Linked DNA regions of Zea mays: regions 1 and 3 are each linked to region 2. A link is a contact called in public Hi-C and HiChIP or PLAC-seq data. All regions are on one chromosome and are shown on one strand. Each heading gives the region's core, a stretch centred on a gene start, on an enhancer-like site or on the middle of the called end of the contact. The rest is flanking DNA. Distances are from core to core; before and after follow the strand shown. Region 1 holds the start of LOC103633165. Region 2 holds the start of LOC100283862 (amidase). Region 3 holds the start of LOC100216894.

What was found. A called contact is a pair of places that touch in the nucleus more often than the background predicts. HiChIP or PLAC-seq counts read pairs in DNA pulled down with a chosen protein or histone mark.
Region 1: a contact with region 2 is called in an H3K4me3 HiChIP or PLAC-seq map of leaf, with 2.4 times the contacts expected there. The contact joins the promoter of LOC103633165 here to the promoter of LOC100283862 in region 2. A contact is called at or near these places in 1 of 25 Hi-C or Micro-C datasets (ear) and 2 of 3 datasets of contacts at active chromatin or transcription factors (leaf and seedling).
Region 3: a Hi-C map of ear shows a contact between it and region 2, with 1.9 times the contacts expected there. The contact joins the promoter of LOC100216894 here to the promoter of LOC100283862 in region 2. A contact is called at or near these places in 3 of 25 Hi-C or Micro-C datasets (ear, endosperm and tassel).

The regions. Positions count from the first base shown.
Region 1 is chr7:154,726,644-154,730,739 of Zm-B73-REFERENCE-NAM-5.0, forward strand. It overlaps LOC103633165, which reads right to left and starts at 1,460. Exons shown (of 6, transcript NM_001328616.2): 1 at 1,245-1,460; 2 at 535-649; 3 at 131-381. The coding sequence starts at 539.
Region 2 is chr7:154,872,970-154,876,886 of Zm-B73-REFERENCE-NAM-5.0, forward strand. It overlaps LOC100283862 (amidase), which reads right to left and starts at 2,002. Exons shown (of 5, transcript NM_001156760.2): 1 at 1,348-2,002; 2 at 1,024-1,238; 3 at 701-937; 4 at 148-337; 5 at 1-75. The coding sequence starts at 1,875.
Region 3 is chr7:154,684,475-154,688,197 of Zm-B73-REFERENCE-NAM-5.0, forward strand. It overlaps LOC100216894, which reads right to left and starts at 2,439. Exons shown (of 5, transcript NM_001143281.1): 1 at 1,837-2,439. The coding sequence starts at 1,851.

The sequences.
Region 1 (4,096 bases), core at 210-2,709, 150 kb before region 2:
GAAACAACTACAATCATATTTACCTTACAATCAAGCTACCATTCTCAATCCACTTAGGTTGTAAGCATCCAAACACAGATATAACTCATTAAATACAACAAGGTGCCAAAATTTCAAAATGATATCGTACCATGGTTGATAAATGATGTATCTACCCTGTTTTCCATTGACGTTTTAGAGTCGTTGGCTATTGAATTGGGAATAGAAGAGATATTCCCCTCAAGAGAAACAGATATGCTAACATTCTTCTCCATTGCTTCTAGACCCGATTGCCATCGTCTTCTGTTTCCAGTCGATGAATCCTGATATTTCTTTCTCAAAGATCGCTTCGGTTTAGAATCTGGAAGTGACTGAGATCTGCTTAAATTACCAATACAGCCACTGCTCTGCATAAATTAAGCATCAGATATGCTTGAGGCGGGAATCGCTCAAAAGATGGAATTCAGGCGCTTCATATATTAATTACATTCGCATGACAAAAAAATATTTGTGATGTCATAAGATGATAATAAATCTCTCTTTTTTGGCACCTACCCCATATAAGCTCAAAGAGAATGTCATGCAAACACCGCAGCCATTAAGTGTGTTAACCGAACTGTTTAAAAGAGTGAGGTGGGTTGACTTTTCATGCTTCAGATATCCATTGTTTCTGAAAAGAGAGAGAGAGAGAGAGAGACTGTTATTCATAAGGTAGCCAAAAAATGCAAAGGAGCAGGGCCTCAAGCGTCACTGGCTCCAAGAATGGAATATTATGATTCAAATACGCAACTAGCCAAGCGTTTTATAGCTATTTATCCAGTTCTCCTAGATCCACTAAAAGTAAATTGTATCATCTAGAATCCAAATTCCTCTCCAGTTTACTGTCTTAAGGTCTTACTGTCCATTCAATAGCATAGCATTGGCCACTGTCATGCGTTACCCGAACCGCAGCATTCGATTCCTCCAATTTGATTAACTTCACCACAGTCACATCCATCCATCCATCCTATGGCCCTTCTCCAAATCTAGCAGCAGGATTAGAACTTGCATATATACGACCCAAACATGCGGCTCACCAAGATAACCACGGGCACCGCTCTTCACCTCAGAATCGCACGAGGATTTCCAATAATTAAACCCGCCTCCGGATCAGATATATCAATACATAGTGGCCAAAACCCAGTAGGAACTCGCCCGACCCAGCAACCGCAGAAAAAAAAAGGCTAGAAATGCTTATTCTAGGTGCAGACTGCAGAGTACCTCACCTCAGACTGAATCAGGAACTGGAAGAGAAGCCTAATCGCTTTTCCTCGCCCACCCCTTTTTCTTGCCTCGGTTGCTCCGCTTTTGGTAGACGCCAGAGAGGAATTACGCGGGCGAGAACGAGAAGGGACCAGGGGAGGAGAGAAAATATGAGGAATTTGGACGCATCTGGCCGCAGCCGCACCGGGAAGGATGAAATGATGGAAGGAATGTGGTTAGGTCGGAACGTTTGCCGTCCGTGGGCCGCGTCCACAGACCTAATTCCACTGATCAGATCAGGATGGCGCCGGGTGCGTAGACCGAGCGTACGGAGGCTCGCGACGGGACACGGCGAGATAGAGAGTTTGGACTTTGGACTTTGGAGACAGGGAGAGAACAGAGAAGGATGCCGCCCGCGAGTAAAAAACGAAAAAGAAAGTTTGACCAGTCGTACCATGGTCCATGGCCTATTTAATTGCTTTTGCCAGCCTTATAAATTTTAGTAACTAAAGGGGCAAAACTGACAATTGGTCCCACGGACTAAATCAAAGAAATCGTAATAGTAGACCATATTTAATACTCGTAATATACATTCAAAACACCTAAGGTCTTGTTCGTTTACACCAATCCAGCTCTGAATTAGCATGGATTAGAATTAAATCCATGCCACAGTCCATGCCCCAAAATAATCCAAATCTACTTAATTTTTTTATTCGGTTAAACCCATCATGGATTATAACCCAAGGATTTGGGAATTTTTTAAACTATGAAAGGCATGGATTCTATCCATAGCTCATTAGGTATGTAACAAATCCATGAAGATTGCATAAGTTTATATTATAATCCATGGATCAAAACAATAGCTAGCTTTGAGAGATACATGGATTAAATGATGAATTTAATCCCACCATGGGATTGAGTGTGACATATGGATTCGTCCAATCCAGACCCGGATTAAATCCATGGTGGGATTTATTCTCTTGTAACCGAACAAGACCTAATATGATACGGACTAAACTTTAGACCCTAAACCAAAACCCCCAAAAATGTTAGTTATTGTAAAGATAAGATCGTCTCTAATCCATACATCTGATTCATTTTTAGGAGAGATAGGAGACCTAATGAGGAGCAGATTGTGTAAAAGAAAAGTGTAGTCACTATTAGTTACCTCCTTTATTACTAAAGAACTAAAATTTAGAAGGTTACTTTCAGTCACCTAGTTTGGGACTGAAAATGGCTAAGCCCTTGTTTGCACTAGAACTAACAAATAGCTGCTAAAATTAGTTGGAGACATCCAAACAGCTTAGCTAATAGTTCAGATATTAACTGCTTTTAGTTATAGACATCGAAACACCCCAGCTAATAGTCTAGTAAACAAGTAGTTGCACGCTCAACTACCTATTAGTCTGTTAGCTAGTAGTTAGTGACCGGTACCTAGGAACACGGTACCCTAAGTAAGCTCATAACTCATAACGGTCCATCTAGGCCGACCAAGTCCCGCCGAGCAACTCTGCAAGGCAGACCCACTAAGCTTCGCCGAGCAACTCTACGAGGCGGAGAAATGAAAGACCCATGATGGGAACTCGTACACCCGTGGGCCTCGGCACCATGCCCTCCTATCAAGCGTGTGGTAGGAGCACGCCCATACGTTCATACTCGGCTGACGTAGAGGCAAGGAAGGCATTGTTGCCAGACGACAGCCACGGTAAAGCACGTCGCCACACACATCGTCTCGGATGACGCCACGGCATGCTGGTAGGATGGTAGAGAGTCTCTGACAACGGGACAGGGTGTCGCCATGTACAGCCCTCAATGTTGATATGACAATGCCATTAAGCAACACATTACAACCCCCAAGTCATACTACATCAACTCAAGTACAACCAACATCATCACCAACTCAAGCCTTTGATGGACCAATTACACGTAGTCGAGCTAAAAAGCTACAACAAGAGGTGCACGCGCTACTTTATGAATTTCAATTAAACACTAATGAGAACTTTATGCTATCTAAGTCGTGTATGTTGATATTACTTAGGTTCACCAAAGAGGAAGGACAAAACATATCAAGGGCGAATCAGCAAGAAGAGTTATATCCGAGTCAGTCCAGCGCAACAGAACCGTCCAGAAGAAACAGTCATATCTTTTGATTCCCAAAAGCTATGAAGGCCCATAAGTACTTTTTGAAAGCTCTTGAAGTCTAGTTTCCAATGCTTCTAAAGCCGACTTAACCACATCTACCAGAAAGGCAGCCGACCTACTTTAGTGCCGACTGGTCAGAAGGTCAACAGTCAGCTTGATGACCAAGTTTTCGTATTAAACTGCATCATTCTATGAAGTTTCATTAAGCATGCTATACATGGTGAGAAAGCTTATCAAGTTAGCTTTTCAACGCATCCAGCCCCACGTCATTTGAAGATTCCTAGAAGAAGTTATTGTCAAAATACTGAAGGCTGCGCAGAAGTCAAACAGCCACACGGAAAATCAGCTCTGCATATCTCCCGAAGAGGCTCCTTCACATTAGCACGTGAAAATACTTTTGTTTCATGTTTATACCTCGCTAAGGCTGGTTGTTACTAGTATAAATACCCCCTATGTCTATGATATAAGGCAGCTTATGATAATCTAAAACAGAACCCTTTTGTTCAGCTGTGTGCTAACAAATATTGAGAGTGATCTCTACCCCTTTGCTCTTGTGAATTCCTTCGCGGGATTGCAGAAGCGGCGGCTTCATCCGCTCCCAATTGGTGCTCCTACTCCCTTCAAGGTCTCCTCGATTGATTGTAGGCTATGTTGGTTGGTTCTTTGAGAGTCTGGTTGGGCGAATCCTCGATTCAGGCTGCCGGTTAAAGACGGTGGTTGGCTTCGAGTTTTA
Region 2 (3,917 bases), core at 752-3,251:
TCTCTCCCTTGTGCCGATGCCGTTGGTCTTCTCCGCGGCGATCAGATCCGGCTGCCCAAAATCTTTGAGCCTCTCCTGCAACAACACAGCAGGAAATGACATCATCGGTTCTCTGCAATGCGGAAGACAGAAACACTGTTTGGTTACCTCTACAGGATGCGCTTCGTTGAACGCTATGACTTGTGCGAGAGAGCGGACTGGAGAGTACAGTAGGCCCGACAAGTAAGCGTTGATGCTTATCTTGAACTCTGCAGCCATGAGCAGAATCTCCTGGTTACCCAGATCGGTGAAATTTGTTGCGATGTCAAGATCCATGATCACGACGGCGCCTTGTTGCCTTTCATGAAGAACAGACGTACGTACGATGATGTTAGTTGACGTTCTAGACGGTGGCCAAGTTGGCCTACTGTTAGGGTTAGTTTGGGAACCCCAATTTTCTAAAAAATTTCTATTTTTCTAAGGGCTAGTTTGGAAACTCCAATTTCCCACGGGATTCTTATTTTCCCAATGGAAAATGAACTAATTTCCCTGGGAAAAATGAGAATTCCGTGGGAAATTGGAGTTTCCAAACTAGCCCTAAGGAAAATTAGTTCATTTTTCCATGGGAAAATTGAAATCCTTTGGAAAATTGAGGTTCCCAAACTTGCCCTTAGTGTGATTTTGTTGCTGCGAGACACCGTCATGTTGTATAAACAGCTACCTCATTGTATCGAGATGCTTCTCATAGACCGCCAGTTGCATATCGTCGTATCCTTGAAAAAATACGTCGGGGACACCGATCCTCTTGCCCCTCAGTCCGTTGGTCCTCAGGAACTGCGTGTAACCCCCGTGTGGGATGTACTTGGACGCTGCTCCGGTGGCTTCAGCGTCAAGCTCGTCGTAGCCGACAATGACGTCCAACACACGGACGGCGTCCGAAACTGTGCGACACATTGGTCTGCAACGAACGACAGGCACAAGTGAACTACGATGCTTGGAGTCTGACATCTTCGAGCTAACCGGTGGGTATTTTCTGTTTCTTACCCAATAGTGTCTTGAAGAGGCGTGATGGGGATGACACCGGATCGGCTCGTCAACCCAACAGTGGGTTTGATCCCGACCACCGAGTTGAGCGACGACGGGCAGAGGATGGAGCCGTCGGTCTCCGATCCAAGTGTCACCGCCGCCATGTTGGCTGCCGCCGCAACGCCAGGCCCAGCGCTTGACCCGCATGGGGTTACCGAGAGAACATATGGATTCTGTAATTTCACGCATAGCAGCATCAGATTTGTTGCATCCGTGCCGCCGTCGGTCTCCGTAACCGTAACTGCTACTTGGCGCGGAAAAAAAAAGCATCTGGAGTCGTACCAGCGTCTGGCCGCCGCGGGCGCTCCAGCCGGAGGCGACGGGGCGGAAGTTAGACCACTCGGAGGGGTTGGCCTTGCCGAGGATGACGGCGCCGGCGCGGCGGAGGCGCGCCACCACGCCGGCGTCGCGCCTGACGACGGAGCCGAGCAGCGCGAGCGAGCCGGCCGTGGTGTTGAGCCGGTCGCGCGTGTCGATGTTGTCCTTGAGCAGGACGGGGATGCCGTGCAGCCCGACGGCGCAGCGCCCGCGCGAGGCGGCGCGCTCCGCGTCGGCGCGCGCCGCCTGCGCGAGCGCGTCCGGGTTCACCTCGATGACGGCGCGGAGCAGCGGGTTGAGGCGGGCGATCTGCTCCAGGTAGAACCGGGCGAGCGCCGTCGACGTGAGGCTGCCGTTCCTGAATCCCTGGTGGATGGCGTCCACGGTGGCCTCCTGGAACTCGAACTGCTTGCCGCTGGAGCTGCCGGCGGCAGCGGCCGCCAGGGCCACGCCCAGGACGGTGGCGACGACCTGGAGGCGCAGGTCAACCATCGCGACGCTAGCTAGCTAGTGGCTAGTACTGTCGTCGGGACGATCTGGTGCTTGCTTTATCTTCAGCGCTTGTGCATCGTGTGGTGTGCACAGCACACTGCCACACTGCGTGTCTTCAGATGCTCATGTCTTGTTGCCCGACCGTTGGCTCTTTCATTTGTTCCTTCCTAATTTGCGCTTCATTTTCACATGCTTGATGAGAACAAATAGTGTAGGACCACTTCGCATTTGAAGATTCGCATCAGTCTTCTTCACTCTCTAAAAGATTCTGTTATCTATATCTTTAACATCTCCGATAATAATCTCTAAATTCCGTTCTCTATATCTCATTCTCTATATTTACCAACATATATTAACACAAATTTTTAAAATGACATTTTTTACAAAATGTTGAGTCTATTTATATATTAGAAAATATGTTTTATTCATATGAATACATATAAGAGGTCGCTGTGGGAAAATTGGGTTTTCCTGTTCATGTATTTGACGACCAATTTTTGCCTTTTGTTTTTCTCTTCCGTGGCCGAGATCCATAGCGTCGTTGCCAGACTTCTCGCCGCCGCCGCCATCAAGCGACTCCTCGCCACCGCAGCAGGGTCATACTCTCCGGCGGAGCTCCTCCATGCAGCGCCCAGCTTCTCCAAGCCGTCGCAACCGAGGCACCATGGTGTCCGCCGCAAGCTCTAGGGTGACTACCGCGACGTGTTGGTCATCTTCCCCGGCGTTGCTGCTATCTTCTCCGCGGCGCGAGCTTCGTGCAAGCAGGCTCGTTTGGAGGTTGTCGTGATGCGGCCATGGGCGACGTCGTATTTGTCGGATGTGTGCAGCAATGCGTCGATAGCGGACGAATAGTTATTCTCTAGATGTAGAAGCTCCAACACAGACTCTAAATTTTAGCGCACTCAGCGTTCCTTGCAGGAGGCATAAAGGAGCACCATGTCCTCTAAATTTAGCGTACATGTTGCTATAGCGGGTCTTGTTGGAGATAGCTTCAGACTGGCTGCAGCGGCTCCCGCAGCGCCCTTAAACAGTGTTTTGCACATTCCTATACACGACCTGCTCGAGATGACATAAATGATGTCATTTTTCTCTCTTACGTTGACACAGCCTGCTAGAGATAACCTAAACGACGTTATTTTTCTCTCTCATGCTGACGGTGTGATGACTCTATGTCACTGTTCATGTCTTATATTTTTTATCCATGAATAATTGTTAGTAGATAAAAATTGATAGTGGATGAAAAGTAGGGATATGAAATGGTTTTATATGAAGATCGAACTTTTAAAAAACCGAAAGGGCCGAACTGAATTTTAGTTTTAATTGAATACCCAGGCTCAGGTGCTGATGGGAGCTCAGGTAGCAGTGAGCAGATTCCAGGCCCCGGCGGCCCGGCTTCGTGGAAACACCGCCTAGATCGTTTCCCGCAAGCCCGCTGTGACTCTTTCGGCTTCCAGGCCCCAAGCAGCTCGAACAAACATCCAAATATGTGGATGTTACATTAGCTAAGCCCAGATAGTAGGCCCTATAGCTACATTAGTGTATCCGAGTGCCGGAAGAGCCAAAGCCCGAAAGACAGTTTGGCCCAAGAGAGAAAAAGCACAGCACATCCTGTTATTTTTTTTATTTTTTATAATAAAAAGAAGAACACCTGCAGCATCCTGCAAGAGCGCATTGACAGCGGACGATCAGTCCTTAAATGAGGTTTGTTTGCTCTCAATCCATATAGATTGGATAAGATTGAGTGGGTATAAATTCTAAACAAATAAAAAATTATAATTTTTTAATTCCATCTAATCCATATGGAATAGGAATAATCGAAAGGTTTAAGAATTTTGTTCCCCTGCTCCTAACTTTCAGAGTTAATTTAGCAATTACAAAACTGGATGGGATGGAGGACTAAAATTTCCTTCTTATTTAATTTTGAATAAGAATAAGATTTTAGACCCTCTTATCTTCGGGTTTGTGGCTTAAAACTAACCCTCAGCGAGTAAAAAAAATGTGTTTATACCTTTGTTTTTTGGAACATATTCATATGTGTACCA
Region 3 (3,723 bases), core at 1,189-3,688, 190 kb before region 2:
GGTCCTCCTGCATGCTGCGTCAACACCTTGCGCTGATGTTGTGCCTGTCCTAGGCGTGCCAGCCAGGCAACCACCGTCGCCGAACTGCACCGCATTTGTCATCGAGTTCTTCGCCGACAAATACCACCATCGCGCTCCACTGGCACCATTGAGGTTAGTTTCCTATGAGTCGTGGCTCTCGCCGCCGCGACTCCAGGAACCTCGATGTGTCGCCACGCCTACCTCTTCGCTCACGCCTACCTCTTCGCTTTGTCTAGCACAGCCTTGTCGCCAGATCTAGGGAATTCATTATCGCGTCCTCGACTACTTCATATACTCCGCTCTGACAACCGTGCGTTGCATCGACACTCCCTCCGTGCTTCATCACAACCGTCACGGAGGCCTCCTTTGCTGGTCCCTTGAGATGCTGGCACATATGGTTGGGGCCCTCTACCTAGTATGTCTGGTACTGGCACCATCGACACGTGCATTCATCCACGACACATTTCTAGGCTTGGCAAACCTAGAACACACATCGTCCATGGCTGCTTGACACGTCGCCCCCGGCATCGACACCCTCATCTGCCTCGACGCATCGCACCTTTGTCTACGACTGCTTCTCAACGCCACGGTCACCACGACGTCCTCTGGAGCGCTGTGACTTGTGCAGTTTGTTTTCTCCGTCATCCTCGACATCTTCCTCGACCACGACTACCCAACACACGGCACTTCGACAACGGCTCTGCGTCCTCATCCTTGGCTACCTCGACATCGGCACAAAGGGCTACTGCCTTGCTTGGGCAACCTCATTGGCTTCCACTCTAGCCACAGCATCTACGTCGCATCGACTGTTACGACTGTGGAGGGGATGTCAGCTCGACTGCTTCTTCTACAGTCTCATCGTCTGCGCCACTCCCTCTGTGACTGCGGAGGGATGTTAAAGTATATTAGGCAACACCGGATATGGATAGTTTAGGATTGATTGTAATCCGATGATAGCCTTCTTATCTCTAGGAGAGGCGCCTTGCCCTCCAAGCCATGTACTCTTATATAAACAGCTCGAGGGCTCAAGCAATAAACATCCCACATATTATACGCATTTTCTCCTTCCTTCACAGATAACCAGACAACACAATAAAGGTAAGAAACAGATAGGGAGAAAAAAATCCAATCATCCTCAACCTATATAATGTAAGCAAATCCAGTTTCACATTCACTCTCTTTGCGGTGAGAAAAACATGCTTCATATTATATTAGATTGCCAGATATGAAGCTTTACACCAAGAGTTATAGTCTATCAAATGTATGGCATTGGCATATAAAATTCGTAATGAGGTGTGAAAAGGTTATGATATTGTTTTTTTTATTCAGTGCAATTGCTCCTCCTATCGTGTCCAATATTCCTGCACTAAGACCTGTAGGATTTTTTTCGCTCATGTAATAGAACTAAATCCACATTACACAATGAAATGAACATCAATTCTAAAACCTTAGGTTTAGTGGCAGGAGATCAATTTGATTAGTATCTACATTGTTCCTAGATTCACCTTGACAAACTGTGGTACTCTCAAAATCCCAACGAACTATGCTAAGCACGAGAGAGCAAGCAGACTAGCAGAGTAAGGCCCTGTTTGTTTCCTTGTTGGATAATATAATCTAGCTTATAGATTATATAATCAGTTAAGCACCTATGACCTGCTTATGGATTATCATAATCTAGGTATCTAGATCATATAATCTACTTAATAATATGCGTTGTTTGTTTGTCTCTTAACTTATTTAAGCTGGATTATATAATCTAGAGGGTACAAACAGGGCCTAACACTTGTACCAAAAAAATCAAGAAAAGTAAACTACCTTTGCAGATCCCATGTCATTGCGCTTGGCAGCCTCCCTGATGGCTTTCTCCACGTTCTTCTCCTCCCTCTGCACATCTGCAAAAACAATTCATACCCAAAAATACTTACAGGTAAGGGTTAAGGGTTTGGCGCACAGCCCCCAGGGTCGGGAGAATCGCTCGGCTAATCGCATCACCGCCTTGGCCATTTCTGAGGCAAACCAGAGCAACAAGCAACACCCGACCACCAATCCTTGAATCACACCTAGTACCCGTCCACACGAGCCCGATCGCCAGTTCCCTTGGAGACCAGGGGAAGGAGATGTGGGGGACGAGAAGGGAAGGAGATGCGGGCGCGTTCGGGGGTAGGACCTCGGATCTGACGGTCGAGGACGCGGCACTCGTTGCGGAGGCGGCGCTGCCACTCGCGCAGCTGCTGCTGCGGCGTCGGCCGCGGCTTGAGCATGTTCTTCACCTTCTCCATCGGCGCCGGCGGCCCGAGGGGCAGATTGGAGGTGATTCCGCACTCGGATGCAAGAAGAAGCTTCACGCGGCGGGCTTATTCCCTCGAGGGAGAAGAGACGGGGGAGGGGGAGAAAGCGATGACGGTTGACGAAGAACCGTGAAATGGCGTTGGGAGATCACAGCTGCACCTACAGTTAGACGGTGAGAAATTCAGAATTCTGCCTTCGAGGTGGGTTTCACAACCTTGTCAGTTGTTTCACCAAATGTAACGGTAATGATTTACATTTTCAGGTGTCGTTTGGTTCATGAAATATAACGTAAATATTAATGATAATGATTAACACTCGATTACCGACGGTAACCATTTTGAATAAGCCGGTACTCATTTTCAATATAGTATTGATTACGGTTGTACTTAAACAAATATAATTTAACGTTACAGTGGTATTAAATTTAAATAGATCAGTATCAATTTTTAAAGTGGTACCTTATTACAGTTGTACTTAAACAAATATAGTTTAATGTTATTGGTACCTTATTGTAGTTGTACTTAAACAAATATAATTTAACGTTATTAGTTATCTATTACATTACAAATATGTGAATTAAATAAAATATGTTGCACCTGTTGTAATATCATTTTGATGTTTTATAAAAACAAAAAAAATATTTATAGAGACATTGAGGGCTATTTTAGGAACCTCAAATTCACTTTAGGATTTGAGGGAATTGAGGTGGAAATGAACTAATTTTCTCTTCAATCTCCTTCAATCCCGAAGGAGATTTGAATTTCCAAACTAATTCTAAGGGACAATATTTATAGAGACATTGAGGGACAATTTTACCCTTATTATTGTTCATCCATTATCACTTCGGTGACTGATGTTCGTCGTAAGCCCCTGTTGTCTCTATGTGTCCCAATAAAACTAGACCTCAATATCCATACAAATATATACATTTCTTTTTTATTTTATTAAACGATCAAATGACATTACAGCGTGCAACATTTTTATAATGATATTCAGATGAAGCCTCATAAACTGATGACAAAGTAGCGAATTCCACTTTTCATAATGTCATAATTCCAAATTTCTTCTGCACGTGTTACATGCTTACACTGGCTCCTATTGGTAAGGCTATCTCTAGCAATCCTCGTCTCTCGTTTTTAACTTCATTCTGTAAACAGCGCAATCTATAGTTCAAAACAGTGTTTTGCACCGTTATATGAGCTTATTTGGTTGTATGAGATTAAGGGGTTGTGGGGCACAAAGTGACCTAACAATTTTTAAGAGAACATATTATATTAGGATGATAAGTACTTGATTGTGCTAACTTTTGGGGTCTACGAAAGTAACTCGTGGCATAGCTACATAAGAGTATATCTTGCGGTTATAGAAGAACATGTTGGTTATAGAAGAGCTCAAGAGCATGTTTGATGAGAG